Linked DNA regions of Mus musculus: region 2 is linked to region 1. Evidence: chromatin contacts called from public Hi-C data. All regions are on one chromosome and are shown on one strand. Each heading gives the region's core, a stretch centred on a gene start, on an enhancer-like site or on the middle of the called end of the contact. The rest is flanking DNA. Distances are from core to core; before and after follow the strand shown.

What was found. Hi-C and Micro-C count contacts between places; a contact is called where the count stands out from the background.
Region 2: a contact with region 1 is called in a Hi-C map of cerebral cortex, with 2.7 times the contacts expected there. The contact joins two enhancer-like sites. A contact is called at or near these places in 1 of 39 promoter capture datasets (embryonic stem cells), 8 of 15 datasets of contacts at CTCF or cohesin (CD8 T cells, the G1E-ER4 cell line, the NIH/3T3 cell line and 3 more), 122 of 484 Hi-C or Micro-C datasets (the 63-12 cell line, 8-cell embryo, the AML12 cell line and 70 more), 14 of 115 datasets of contacts at active chromatin or transcription factors (the 3134 cell line, astrocytes, bone marrow-derived dendritic cells and 5 more) and 4 of 9 other capture datasets (adipose tissue, embryonic tail, liver and 1 more).

Annotation. Positions count from the first base shown.
Region 1 is chr5:142,577,184-142,585,060 of GRCm38.p6, forward strand. Mmd2 (monocyte to macrophage differentiation-associated 2) reads right to left here. Exons shown (of 7, transcript NM_175217.6): 2 at 2,998-3,079. Among named protein-coding and RNA genes, the nearest start is that of Mmd2, 28 kb to the right of the region's middle. Within about 2 kb of position 4,573, at least 12 of the 459 cell types and tissues checked have an H3K27ac peak or open chromatin away from gene starts, as enhancers often do. A contact at or near this core is called in cerebral cortex and stem cell-derived neural stem cells, where this site is marked.
Region 2 is chr5:142,721,139-142,728,036 of GRCm38.p6, forward strand. It overlaps Slc29a4 (solute carrier family 29 (nucleoside transporters), member 4), which reads left to right. Exons shown (of 11, transcript NM_146257.2): 11 at 201-1,352. The coding sequence ends at 352. It overlaps Tnrc18 (trinucleotide repeat containing 18), which reads right to left. Exons shown (of 28, transcript NM_001122730.3): 26 at 6,703-6,898; 27 at 5,840-5,914; 28 at 3,464-5,049. The coding sequence ends at 4,843. Among named protein-coding and RNA genes, the nearest start is that of Slc29a4, 22 kb to the left of the region's middle. Within about 2 kb of position 2,558, at least 26 of the 459 cell types and tissues checked have an H3K27ac peak or open chromatin away from gene starts, as enhancers often do. A contact at or near this core is called in cerebral cortex and stem cell-derived neural stem cells, where this site is marked.

The DNA.
Region 1 (7,877 bases), core at 3,323-5,822:
AAATAGTATCTAGGACGATGCACGCCTTAAATCCTAGCACTCGGGAGGCAGAGGCATGAGGATCTGTGAGGCTAGCCTGGTCTACACAGTGAGTTCCAGGGCAGCCAGGACTGCACAGAGAAACATTGTCTCTGGAAAGAAACAACAACAAAAGCAACAACAAAAACCCAAAAAAGAAGGCCGGGCGTGGTGATGCATGCCTTTAATCCTAGCACTCGGGAGGCAGAGAGGCAGGTGGATTTCTGAGTTCGAGGCCAGCCTGGTCTACAAAGTGAATTCCAGGACAGCCAGGGCTCAACAGAGAAAATCTGTCTCAAAAAAAAAAAAAAAAAAAAAAGAGAGAGAGAAGAAAAAAAAAAGGATGCTATGCTTATGGTATGAGTCACGAGTGCTTGCAGATCTCCTGATATCAGTGTTCAGTCTTCTTTATTTCCCCATTCCTGTTCTGTCTCCTCAACACCTCTATTTAGGACCCTTATTCCTGTGGTTTAGGTGACATGGCAGCACATGTCTATAATCCTGCGGCTTCTACATTATCCCAACATTTCCACATTGAGAAGAAAGAATACACAAATTCTCATGGACCAGCCAGCCTGGGTTACACCAGTGAAACAGACCAGCAAGGTGGACGGTAAGAAATGACACCTGCAACTGTCCCCGCTCTCAACACACAGGTGCTCACACTCTTGCATACAAACACACACACACAAGATTTTTTTAAGTTGTACATGCTAATGTGGTACCATGAAATTTCTGTTTGAAAATGGCTCTCTCAGCAGACGAGTCTCAAACTCTAACTATCTCCTGTCTCAGCCTCCCAAAGGCTAGAGTCACAGGCCTGTGTCAACACACCTGGCTCTATGCAGATTTTCTCTTCCTCCTCTTCTACCTCCTCCTCCTCCTCTTCCTCTTCCTCCTCCTCCTTCTCCTTCTCCTCCTCCTTCTTCCTTTCTTCTTCTTCTTCACAACCAACACATCATCATCAATTAAGTACTTTTTTTTTTTTTGGTTTTTCGAGACAGGGTTTCTCTGTAGTCTTGGCTGTCCTGGAACTCACTTTGTAGACCAGGCTGGCCTCGAACTCAGAAATCCGCCTGTCTCTGCCTCCCAAGTGCTAGGATTAAAGCGTGCGCCACCACCGCCCGGCAAGTACTTATTTTTTAACTATGTTAAGAGGTGGTGCATGTGAGTGCAGGTACCAATGGACGCCAGAAGAGGGCAGTAGAGTCCCCTGAAGATGGCGCTACAGGTTGTTGTGAGCTGTCAGCTATGGATGCTGAGAACCAAACTCAGGTCAAAGACAGCTATCGTCTTAAACATTTATCATTGCTTTAGGATGAAAAGTCCAAAAGTCCTTCTAGGTTTATTTTCTGGTTTGCAGTGCTGGGAATGGTGCCCAAGGCCTCCCTCTCACTGTTGTTCAAGGCTCTACCAACTGAACTATGTCTCCAGTCTTCTTTCAAGGTTTATGGAATGTACAGTCCCATAGTTGTGTTGACAGAGGGCTTGTGTGTCATTCCCAAATGACATCCCCAGCAGCACATAAAGCAGGCAGAGTAGTATACACCTGCAATCCCAGCACTCAGGAGGTGTGGACTAAACTCAAGCTCATCCTTGGCTGCATAGTGAAAGGGGTTGGATAGGCAGGGTGGATCGGGGTGGCAAGTGTTCCCGGGAGGGGGACGGCATGTGTAAAGGCATGAAGTTTCCATGGGGACACCACATGCAAAGGCATGAAGTCATGGGAATGGCAAGCAGCAGAGGAAGTCAGGGGCTCTGGACAAGAGTGTGGCAGTGTGGCTGTGTGAGCGGAGAGCTGGGGCCTGCCAGAGACAAGCCAGAGCGGGTACATGTTCTGCTGGGTACTAGGAAGCCACTGGGGGTTTGTTGAGTGAGAGGCGTACTCAGTTCCATAGTCCGTAGTGCTTTCCTTAGATCCTTGTCATCCTATGGGGCCCTGAGAGCAGGTCACACCGGAGGGGACAGGAAGGACCGGAAAGACAGCTCCATCAGTAAAGCATGAGGACCTGAATTCACATTCCCAGCACCCGTGTCAAAAGACGAGCCACTTGGTGTGTTTTTGGAAGCCCAGCATTGGGACGCAGATACAGGCAGATCCCTGGGGTCAGCAGGTGAGTGTGACAGAGAATCCTACAAAATAAGGTGGAGTGGGCCGAAGTTTTTATGGAAGTCTGACCCCTGAGTTTGAGCCCTGAGCCCCACAGTGCACATGGAGAACTGACCCCTGAGAGCTGCCTCCAACTCCATACAGGCGCCCACACACAAAAATATAAATAAAGAGCCAAAGAGACGACTGTTTTCTCTTCCTTCCTTCCTTCCTTCCTTCCTTCCTTCCTTCCTTCCTTCCTTCCTTCCTCCTTCTCCTCCTCCTCCTCCTCCTCCTCCTCCTCCTCCTCCTCCTCTTCCTCCTCCTTCCTTGAGACAGGATCTTTTTATGTGGCTCTGGCTGTCCTGGAGCTCACTCTCTAAGCCAGAATGGCAACAGACACACAAAGATTCTCCTACCTCTGCCTCCCAAGTGCTGAAACTAAAGATGTGCACCATAGGCCAGGCGGTGGTGGCCCCCTCCTTTAATCACCACCACACTCCAGTGGCAGAAGCAGGTGGATCTCTGAGTTCAAGGCCAACCTGGGCTACACAGTGAAACCCTGTCTTGGAGGAGGAGGAGGAGGAGGAGGAGGAGGAGGAGGAGGAGGAGGAGGAGGAGGAGGAGGAGGAGACCATCACAACCATAACCATCACATCCAGCCTTCAGTGCTCTTTTAGAAAACCTGGGTTCCATCCCAGCACCCACATTGAGCGGCTTACAACTGCCTGTAACTCCAGCTCCAGGGCACCTGACCTCCTCTTCTGACTGCCATGGGCACCTGCTTATACACACACAGAGACAACATATACACAACGGATTGAGGAAGAGTGCCTTCCTTGCCCCCACCCTGAAGGGTCCCCATGTCAGCACCCCACAAGTTAACTCACAGCATGGGTGGCACAGTTTGCTGCGTGTTCATACTCAGTGGGCTGGTACCTCTTGTGCGCCGGGACTCGGTCATTCATAAACCTGCAATGAGAGGCAGGGTTTTAGAAAGCCTGGCCGAGAGAGCCAGAGTCCAGCTTCTCACCCATGCAGATTCGCTCCTCTCCTTCCTTCCTGCCCCCTTTCCAAGTATTATTTTTAATTGCATGTGTGTGCTTGCATGGTGCATGCATTGGTGCTTGCCTCTGTGTGTACACACATAGGCCAGTAGGTGACATTGCATGCCTGTCTCAATCACACTCCTCCCTTATTTTCAGACAGGGTCTCTCACTGAACCCAAAGCTTGCTAACCAGGCTGGCTGGCTAGCCAGTGGGCCTTAGAAATCTACCTGTCTCTGCCTCCGGCAGTTCCTCGCTGCAAGTTTTGGTGGTACAGGCACCAGCCTTTTACATCGGTTCTGGAATGTGAACTCAGGTTCCCATGTGTGCACAGCACGCACTCAACCTAGTGAACCAACTCCTTGGTCTTAAGTTAAACGTTTTTACTGCTAAGTGCTTCATGTCTAATCCTCAACATGATATTAATTTAGGAAATAAAAAAACCTTTATTGGGACTTGGACTATAACCTGAGTACTTTCCTAGCAGGTGCAAAGCTCCGAGTTCCGTCCTCAGGACTTCATACACTGGTGTAATTGGTGCCCTTGCATAATACCTGCGTCATTCAGGGATAGAAGTAGGGGTGCTTCATTCTTAGACCAATGCGCTCTCTCTCTCTCTCTTTCTCTCTCTCTCTCTCTCTCTCTCTCTCTCTCTCTCTCTCTCTCGTTTCAAGACTGTGTAGCCCTGGCTATCCTAGATCAGGCTCTGTAGATCGGGCTGCCCTCAAATCTCACAAAGATCCTCCTGCCTCTGCATTCCAAGTGCTGGGATGAAAAGCGTTCTTAAAAATAAGAATTCCTGGAGCTAGAAATAGCTCAGTGGTTGAGAGTCCTTACCGCTCTTGCAAAACATCCACGTTCAGTTCCCAGTACCCACATCATCTAGCTCCCAACCACCTAGCACTCCAGTTCCAGGATATCTGATGCACTCCTAGCCTCCATGGACACCTATATACGCACAACATACACATTAATAAATAGTTGTGGTGAGCATCTCTTGGGAGGCAAAGGCAAGCAGATCTCTGTGTGTTCATGGCCAGCCTGGACTATGTAGAGAGTTTCAGGCCAGCCAGAGCTACATATCGAGACCTTGTCTCATAAATAAATAAATATTTGAAAATAATAAGCGTTCCTGGTATGTTGGTGTCTGAGCCCTTCCTTCAAAATGCCTTCAATCCTCCCCTCTATTGTCACACAGCACAGTTTGGAGCAGAGAAATGACATCACCAGGTGGCACAGAACTGGTGACTTCTGAAGCTGGCTCTACCATGATAGGAGTGTGAAGGGCACTTCATTTAGCCCGGATGACACTTGAGAGCCAGCGGGGCCAGGAAGAGGTTTCCCAGGTCTACACTGCCTCAGACAGAGCCGGGCAGCTGGGCAGTGTTCTCTGAGGTGCTTTGCCCAGCATCCACCACCAGAGGGAGTCAGCTGCCCAAAGACTTTGAGATCCTCCCTTAAGACCCCAGTTATGTAGGCAGAGGAACTGTTCAGTGGGGAAAAGTACTAGGACCTGAGACTGAATCCCAAGCACCCGTGTGGAAAGTTGGTTATGGTTGTACACCTCCGTAATGCCAGCCCTGGGGGGTGGGGGTGGGGGACAGACAGACAGATCCCAACGTCTCAGTGGCCAATCTAACCAGGCCTGTTAGACACAGGCCATCTCGAGGTAACAAACTAGAGGATGATGGAAACGCCCAGGAACCCGCTCTGGTGTTCACATGCAGGTTCATGTACACACTCACAAACACAATTATTACTGTGCATTCCCCCAAAATGTACAGTGCAAAGGTCTTTGTGCATCATAATCCTTTAAGGTCTTACTGGTATGCTGGATCAATACTAGGACTCCAGGGCATCCATTTAGTACCTTCTGTATGCCAGGTCTCTGCTGATACAGCAGATGGAGCACCTGTGGAGCACCTCCTCTTGCTCTCTCCGTGGCAGGGACAGTTCAGGGAACACTCACTGAGCACTTCTGTATAGCGGGTTCATGTTGGTAAGTACGCCGGAGCTTTTTCAGTGAGCTTGCTCTCTGCTCCTACACCTCATGGAGTATTTACTGGATGCTTTCTGCATGGTATCTTCTGAAGTGCTGGTGTGGCAAGGCAGGAACAAAGGCTGGAGGAAGCAGACCAGTGCTGGCTCCGGGGTTTGTCCTGTCCTGGTGTTCCTGTGTCTGAATCAGATGACGGCCTAGATGACTCTGGAGACCTGGTTGGCTCCTCTGTCCTGCCTGCGCTGACCACTGCGCTTCCCCGGTATCCAGCCCTTGTCATGGAAGCACATCTGTCCAGCAGTAAGCATAGTCCTACTCACATATCCCAATGTCACATGCACAAGGTAACGCTGTGCTCATCAGACAGATGAGAAAATGAACACTCCAGCCTGAAAGTCTCAGGATTTCAGGAGCATAGCAACCAACTCCCAGGGTTTTCCATCCCACCATCTATGTGCCTTTGCAGGGACAGACTATAAAGCAGACATGCAGGCTCTGGAGAATTAACTCGGTAGTTAGGAGCACTGGCTGTTCTTCCAAACAATCAGAGTTCAAATTGTAAGTTACATTTCAGGGGATCTGAGACATGGACATACAGACAAAACACCCATACACTTAAAAGAAAAATAATCCAGGCATCCAGTCCTAATGGCGCAGGTCTATTATCCAAGCGACTTGGGAGGCCGAGACAGGAGAGTCACAAGTTTGAGAGATGCTGGAGACAGATGGTGAGGCTGAGACTAAGTCTGGGATAGTTAGTGGGGTCCTGACTCAAATCAAAAAGAAGTTGGGAGATGTGGCTCAGTGTCTAGAATCCCCCAATGAGGAGCTGGGGTGTGGCTCAGTGGTAGAGCACCTGCCTAGAATCCCCCAATGAGTGGCTGGGGGCGTGTCTCAGTGGGAGAGCCCCTGCCTAGAATGCCCCAATGAGGAGCTGGGGTGTGGCTCAGTGGTAGAGCACCTGCCTAGAATCCCCCCAGTGAGGGGCTGGGGAGTGGCTCAGTGGTGGAGTTCCTGTCTAGAATCCCCCAGGGAGGGGCTGGGGCTCAGTGGTAGAGCCCCTGCCTAGAATCCCCCAGTGAGGGGCTGGGGGCGTGGCTTGGCATATGCAAGACTCTATGTTCAAGCTCCAGTACCACAACAAAAATTTTAAAGAGGGCAGAGGACAACATAGAACAGGATGTCATTTAAGACCATTACAGGGCAAAGATGACCTCAAGCCACAGAAACAGTGATGGCAGCAACTTGTCTACAAGCCAGCAAAGGTCCCAGAACCTGGAGGAGGAGACGTCAGAGCTACAAAGCCCTTCCCATCCTTCCATCCTGGACCTCAGCCCTCCAACCACTGTGAGAGAATAGCTATGTGTGCTCAAGCACGGGGGCATTGGCTACTCCGCTCCTGCAGGCAGAGGACGCTGGTCCAGCTCACAGCAGGAGTGTCGATTCACTCTGTCAAAGCCCCCAAGAGGCAGTGGCCATTGATGCTGTCAACAGCTGGTCTACAAGTGGGTGGACAGCTGGTAAAGAGAGCCACGGGTGGGCAAGCTTATCACCCTCTGGGCGTCGGGGGTGGGTGGGGCCCTGCACCTGTCACCAGGCACCACAGTATCCTCCCCTGTGCCTTTAACACCGGGTAAGCCACCCATGGTGCCAGCCGTGCGGGTCCAGGGTGATGTCACGGTTGCCGTGGAGACCTAGGGCAGACCATTATTTATTTATTTCTGTCTCCACAGAACTCCCCTTGTCTCTCCTTTAGGCTGTAGCTATTGAATGGAGCGGGGAGGGGAGGGTTGAAGGTGGGGGGAGCATGCCTTGGCAGAGGCCCAAGAAACCATTCCCACCACCCCAAAGACCCATGGACTTTTCTCTTAACTCCTTGTGACCCAGCGGTTTTTCTTCCAAAAGCCCCAGACAGGCATTTTTAATGGCAGTAAAGTCACCTTTTATGCTTGAGTTTGTATATAATAAAATTGTCTCCGTATTTTGTAACATGTAACAGGTAGGAGCCGAAATGGATTTTTTTTTGGCCACAGGCTCACCATCATACTTAAATAGCAGTGCAGATGGTGTAACAGCGCATGCCTGTAATCACAAGTCAGGATCAGTACTTAAGGGCAGCCTGAACTACACAGTGAGTTTGAGGCTAACCTGAACTACATGAGACCCTGTTTTGGAGAACCAATAGATAGATCAAGACAAAGCACATTCCTAGGTGGGAGGGAACTGTGCTTGAATAGAAAACAATCTGCACAAATGTGTCAAAGAGGAGCAAAACGGACCATGCTAAAGGAAACCTTAGGGCTGAGGATGCAGCTCAGTGCTCATAGTACTTGCCTGGAATCCCCCCGTGAGGGGCTGGGGCGTGGCTCAGTGGTAGAGCCCCTGCCTAGAATTCCCCAGTGAGGGGCTGGGGCATGCCTCAGTGGTAGAGCCCCTGCCTAGAATCTCCCAGGGAGGGGCTGAGGGCGTGGCTCAGTGATAGAGCCCCTGCCTAGAATCTCCCAGGGAGGGGCTGGGGGCCTGGCTCAGTGGTAGAGCCCCTGCCTAGAATCCCCCAGTGAGGGGCTGGGGGCGTGGCTCAGTGGTAGAGCCCTTGCCTAGAATCCCCCAGTGAGGGGCTGGGGGCGTGGCTCAGTGGTAGAGCCCCTGCCTAGAATCCCCCAGTGAGGGGCTTGGGGTGTGGCTCAGTGGTATAGCCCCTGCCTAGAATCCCCCAGTGAGGGG
Region 2 (6,898 bases), core at 1,308-3,807, 140 kb after region 1:
GGTGTGGCTCAGTGGTAGAGCCCCTGTCTAGAATCCCCCAGTGAGGGGCTGGGGTGTGGCTCAGTGGTAGAGCGCAGTCTCACAGTCTCTGGAGCCCTGGCAACTGTCACCACAGTGCACATGTGAGAAGCCATGGCCACAGAGATTGTCTAGCACAGCGCAGCCTCAGCCCCTCTAACTTAGCCCACTCTCGTCCACAGGAAACACCATGACTGTGTCCTACATGTCGGGGCTGACCCTGGGCTCTGCTGTGGCCTACTGCACCTACAGCCTCACCCGAGATGCCCACGGCAGCTGCTTTCAAACAGCCACCGCCGCCGCCGCCAACGACTCCATCCCTGTCGGTCCCTGAGCCGGGCCCACCCAATCCTGCCCCCTGCCCAGGAAGAGCTGCCTGGGCCAGTTACCCCAAGGCCTGAGGACCCTCCCACCCCTGCCTCAGTGCCTGCGGGGTCCTGGCCACCTCCTAAGCCACTAACGCCACCTTGCCACCTTGTCCCAGTTGTCCAAAACAGCTGGAACTTGTCTTCACCGCCCAGGGCACCGCCTCCCCGTGTCCTGTGTTTGGTCAGACACCTGCCCTTCACCCTCTGTGTCCAGAGGCCCAGCATCTGTCACACATCAAGGGGGCGTTTATTCAGTCTTAGAGCCACTCGGAATGGCTGGCCACAGTCTGAGCTGACTCCCTTCAGTGTGACCCCACTGTGTGGTTCCATGGTCTTCGATGTGGTTTTCATTTACTGGTCAGGGGGCACCTCCCTGTATTAGAAATCTTGGAGGAAAGTCCCCAACTCCGTTCTGTCCCTTTCTTGTTCTTAGACACTTCTTCACAGCCCTACCCCTGCACCCGCACACATAAAGCGTCAAGTCTGGAAAACTCATTCCTCATACACAGGCCTCCTGTAGTCATAGCAACAGAGATGACCTAGGTGCACCCACCTTAGGTGGAGGACTTCCCCATGCACACCACCACCCCTCTTAGAGCACAGGCTAAGGGCCACGGCTAACAGGGACGTCCCATTTCTTTCCTGTTCCATCCAACTTACCCATCATGCAGGGACAGCTGAGGTCCACTCGTGACCTAGGCCGCCCCACTCCCATCCACCGAGAGTCAAGTGATGACACGACACACTTGAAACCCTGGCAAGTGGCTGCAAGGTGAGGATTGGACTCGTGGGTGCCAGGATCGGCTGGAGGACCTCCTGCCAAAGAGAGCTTTTGCTGAGCCGGGACACTTGCCTCTCCACACAGTGGCCCCAGCCGTGACCACCCTGTACCAGTCCCTGCTGTGTCCTGTCTACCTGTGTGTTCTCTGACTACCGCACTGGCCATTAAATATGGCAGAGACTGCCCACCGCTGTCCTGAGGAAGTGTTTGTGGGGGGAGGGCTGGGAAGTGAGCCACTGGGTAGGGTGGGGAGATTAAAATGGGGCCCTGATGGGGTGTCTTCCCCACAATGCTGAGACACTTGTGGTCCCACCTGTCCTGAGCTAGGTGTTTTTAGAACTGATGATTGCCTAGTGCTGAGCACCTGGGGCTTGCACGGGCCTTAGCAACCGCTGCCTCTGTGAGGACAGGAAAAGATATGGATTTCTACATCTGGCTCACAGGAGGAAGAGCTCAAAACGGGGAGTGTGCTGGTCCTGGCTCTACCCCCTCTGGGTCTGGGAGTCAGGCTGCTCAAAGCCAGTAATGAATTCTTCCCGGTTACAGTCCCCAGTTCTGGTGACAATTTAGAGACATCTTCTCTTCTCTCTTCTCTTCTCTTCTCTTCTCTTCTCTTCTCTTCTCTTCTCTTCTCTTCTCTTCTCTTCTCTTCTCTTCTCTCCTCTCCCCTCCCCTCCCCTCCTCTCTTTCTCTCCCCTCCCCTTCCCTCTTTTCTCTTCTCTTCTCTTTTCTCCTCTCCTCTCTCTCCCCTCTCCTCCCCTCCCCTCCCTTCCCCTCTCCTCTCTCCTCCCCTCCCCTCCCCTCCTCTTCTCTTTCTCTCCTCTCCCCTCCCCTCCCCTCTCTCTTCTCCTCTCTCTCTCTCTCTCTCTCTCTCTCTCTGTCTGTGTGTGTGCACATGCGCATGCGTGTCTGGTGACAATTTAGAGACATATTCTCTCTCTCCCTGTGTGGTGTTGCTGTGTGTGTGCATGTGTGTGCGGTGTGCGCTTGTGTGCACAGAAGCAAGAAGACAACCAATGTCCATTATCACTACACCATCTTGTCTCACCTAACCTGTCCCCCAACATTTAGGTTAGACTGGCTGGCCAGTGAGCCCCTGGAATCCACCTGTTACCAGCCCCGCTAGCCATACTAATTTCTAGAAGAGTTCTGTGGATTCAAACTCAGTCCTCCTGCTTGTATAGCCAATGCTGTAACTCACTGAGCCACCTCCCCAGGTCCAGAGGCATCCTTTCCCTGTTATGCATCCCCAAAGAATGGAATTGGAAAATGGGGACTTGAAAGTCCTGTAGCCTCAGAGACTTGCTTTGCAACCCTTGAGGGTCCCAGACCAAGGCTGTGGTAATACCACAGGTGGACGCTAGATGGCAACAATGTGACTCTTCCCACTCACCACCTACTTCCTTGCAACCTCTAGCCCCGCCTTCCCACGTTACCACTAGTTGCCACCCCCACCCTGTCTATCCGTGCAGATTTACACTTCTGGCTGGCCAGTCCTCCAATCTAGCTTCCACAGGCCCCAGAACTATTCCCCACCCAGACACGGGTGTGTGACCCTGACCCTTCCACATGTGGGTTGGACCCCTATGTTTACCTGGATGTGGAGGCTAGCAGGCATCCTGAGGTGTCAACCCTCATGCACCACCCACTCTGTGACATGTTTTCACTGACCAGGGGCTTGCTGTTTGGCTGGACTGGCATACTCAGCACTGGGCTCCCGGGGGAGGGGGGGCTCGGGGGGCCAGGGCACAGCCATGCCTGCTTGCTTGTTTTATGGTTATGGGACTCAGGCAGGCATCTTCCTAAAAACCTGTAGCTCTGAGAAGGTTTTAGAGTTATGTGTTTTGCCTGCATGTATATGCACCACATGAAACCTGGTCAGAAGAGGGCGTCACATCCTTAGAACTAGAGTTACTTATGGTTGTGAGCTGCCATGTGGGTGCTGGGTACTGAACCCAGTTCTTCTGCAAGGGCAGCAGGCACTCCTAACTCCTGAGCCATCATCTCTCCTGGCCCTTGCTCTTGAATTTTAAACAAGACAGATCACTCTGGCTTCGAGAACTTCCTGAAATGCTGGACCAAACTCATCTCTGTGCCCAGTAGAACAGCTCCAGGCCGTACCCTCTAGTTTGCCGCCCCCTCCCCGGCACGTGGGGCTCCTGTCACTGACAACCAGTGTTGTGTGGTTCCAGCCTCTCTCCATCTTTGGGTGCTCCAGAACAGGAGCCCCGCCTGGATCCTCTACACCGATTCTACCATTCACTCCAGGACCCCAAAATAAGTCACTCCAAAGACATAGTATTTTTCCAATTAAATTTTTTCTTTTCTCTTTTTCTTTCCTTTTTTTTTTTTTATGAAAAAAGATCACACAGAATTTGCCAACAAACAAAATTCCAAAAGAAACTTAAAAAAAAAAATCAGGAAACAGTAATTACCCCCACCCCAAAAAGAAAAGAAAAAACAAAACCGAAATCTGGCTTTTCCTTCCTTCAAGATTGTCTGCTCAAAGCCTCCGGGGACCCCACTGGGGTCTGGCAGGCACAGGGGGACTGGTTAAGTGCTTCGGGCTGAGCTGGGGGCTGGGCTCGGGCCCCCTCTTTCTATTTCCATCTCTCATCCATTTGGGGGCACATACAGTACACATGGGCAGGGGTGCGGGTACAGGGGAGTGGGGGAGAGGCATAAAGCCGGTGCTAGACATTCACGATCTAACAGGAAATAAAAAATAATATTCTGCACGTCAGAATGTGTTTTTTTTTATAATTTCATAGCTATTTTTCACAGTTTTAAAAAGTTTATATATATATTTATATATATTTATCTTTATATATATAATTAAAAAGTTGACTCCATTTAAAGGTGTATGATACAGGGGCAGGCTACAGGAAACTGTACAGGTAACCTTTCGGATCCTCCTGGTGGAGGGGCCGGGCGGGCCGTGCCGGGCGGGCCGTGCCGGGCGGGCCGTGCCGGGCGTGGGCGCGGATTTCAGCACCATTGGGGATTTCTGTAGTGTAAGGGTCTGGGCTGGGGGGGCCCACGGGGTATGGTGACGCTCCTGGGCTGCCCTCCCTGTTCCCCAATTCCAGGCTGTCCTGAGAGGGTGGAGGCCGGGCATACGGACACCCGGATGCCCCGGGTGATTGGTGAAGCTGGCTGGCGTTGGGCACCCCCCCCACCCCCCCCCGCCCCATGGTAGGAGGTCTTGGATGGGCTCCGTGCTGGGTGTGGCTGAACTCTACACCAAACACCAGTTTGGGTCCTTGGAACTCTCCCTTACCCCATCCACAGAATCAAAGAGTCTACACAGGCCCAGAGCACAGAGGGCAGCCTCATTGAGCGCAGACAAAGTGCCGGAGGGAAGTCCTCCTCGCTGAGGTGACCCTGAGGGGACAGCAGAGCCGGACCCTGATAGCTGAGGTGGGGGGGGGGGGGAATCTCAGCATGAGGGCACCAGGGGATGACCAGAAAGGGTCTGGAAATGTGTGCACATGTGTGCACACACGTGCATGCATACGGGCACACACATGTACACACTCACACTTGCCTGGGGCGTCCACCTGGCCACATGCACACGCCCACAAGCACACTGGCATGCACACAACACACGTGGTCCCGCGCCATGGCAGTGGTGGGGAGGGGGGGTCTCTGTGGGCCCCGCTGGGTGGGCGGCGCTCAACAGAGCACAGGCACGCCGTCCGTGGAGAAGATCATGCCTGTGGTGGGCTCATAGGTGCCCGCGAGGTAGTAGAGGCCCTCGCTGTCCTGGTATTTCTTGGTCTTCAGCATCTGTTCGTACTGCTCCAGGCCCACCACCAGGCACTTGTGGGACACTGTCTGCACATCGTTCTCATCCACGTGGGAGGACTGGTACAGGGCGCGCTGTGGGGACACAGTGGGTGTTAGGGACTGGAGGGAACCCTCCTGGATCAGGGAGACCCTGGGATGCCTTAAGGGCAGAGACCTGGAGACAGAGACAGATGGATAGAGAGACAGATGGGAACAAAGAGGGACAAGCAACAGATGGAGAGACAATGACAGAGACCAAGAGAGATGAAGAGATGGAGGGAAACAGGTAGCAAGGGAACACAGGATGATGTAATGCCATCCCCATTGTGTTCAGAGTCCCAGAAGCCTTGTAAGCAGTAGATGGGTGTGGTAGTCCGCCTGAAATCTCAGCCTTGGACCACAGAGACAGGACCTTTGGAGCAAGCTGGCTAGTAAGACCAGCTGTATCAGTGAGCTTTGGGTTTGGTGTCAGGAAGTCTCCCAATAGTGACAGTGAACCTCTACCCACACCTGCATGCACACTTGCCACCCAGGTACCAAAGTGTGTGTGTGTGTGTGTGTGTATACAGGAAAGAAAAGTAAAAGAAACAACAGAAGAAGAGACAAACAGATATGCCTGCAAATGCCAGAGCAAGACACAGAAAGGAAAGGGGCACTAGGAGACGAGGAGACGCCAGGACAAAGGCAGATTCAGTGAGCAGATGGGACAGAGACAGGGACTCCAGCAGCCCAGAGCCACAGATGAGAGAGAGGGATGGGGGAGGCAGGGAGGGAGGGAGAGAGGAAGGGAGGCTAGGAGGGGCAGAGCAGAAAGCTCGAGGCCCACCCCATCTGGACGGAGCTTGCCCTCAGCCAGCACCAAGAGCCCACTGCTGCGTCTTACCTCCATGAAGTCCTTCCTCTGGCTGGAGGCCCGCAGGGCTGCAGGGAGGCTATGCCCTGACTTCTGGTCCCAGTGCTGGGGGAGGGAGGGATAAGAGGAAGTCTTAGCCTTGTTTTCCTCCCATCTGAGATTCCAGGCCCACTGCACAAACTCCCTGGACTACTCAGCCTTTCCACGGGTAGGGCCACAGCATGCCCAGCCACAAATGGAGTAATGTTTTTTTTTTTTTAAGATTTATTTATTTGTTATATGAAAGTACACTGTAGCTGTTTTCAGACACCCCAGAAGAGGGTATCAGATCCCATTACAGATGGTTGTGAGCCACCATGTGGTTGCTGGGAATTGAACTCAGGACCTTCGGGAGAGCAGTCAGTGCTCTTAACCGCTGAGCCATCTCTCCAGCCCGGTGTAATGGTTTTTAATTGCCAATTTGATTCTACCTAGACTTATCTGGGAAGAGTCTCAATCAGGCACTAAGTCGGACTGGGTTGTGGGTACATCTGATGGGGATTATATTGATTTTGTTAATTAAGACCTAGTCCACTGTGGGCGGTTCTATTCCCTGCACAGGGAACCTTGGACTACAGGAGTAGAGGAAGCAAGCTGAGCACTAAGCATGAATGCGTTCGTTCTCTCTGCTCCTGACTGTCAACAGTCATGCTGCCTCATGCTCCTGCCACTGTGACTCCCCACAGAGCTGATCTATCTGTCTGTCTGTCTGGTCTATAACAAAGAACTGTCAGCTAAAAGAAAATCCTTACTCCTGCTTTCCGGCAGGGTATTTTAGCATCAACAGAAATGAAACACCATGGGTCTACCTTTACACACCAGGGACTCTTTCAGTTCCCATCAGGGACACTCACCTGGCCCTCATGGAACTGCTTGCCCGGGCTGGTCTCCTCCGGATGGTAGAACCACTTGACACGAACCACCATATTGTTGCCCCAGGACTCCCACATGCTCTGGATCCGGCCAATATAGGGCAGGTTGGGGCGGCCGGCTGACAGGAAGACTGCGCAGTCACCGATTCGGATCATCTCCTTGCCTCGGACGATGGCC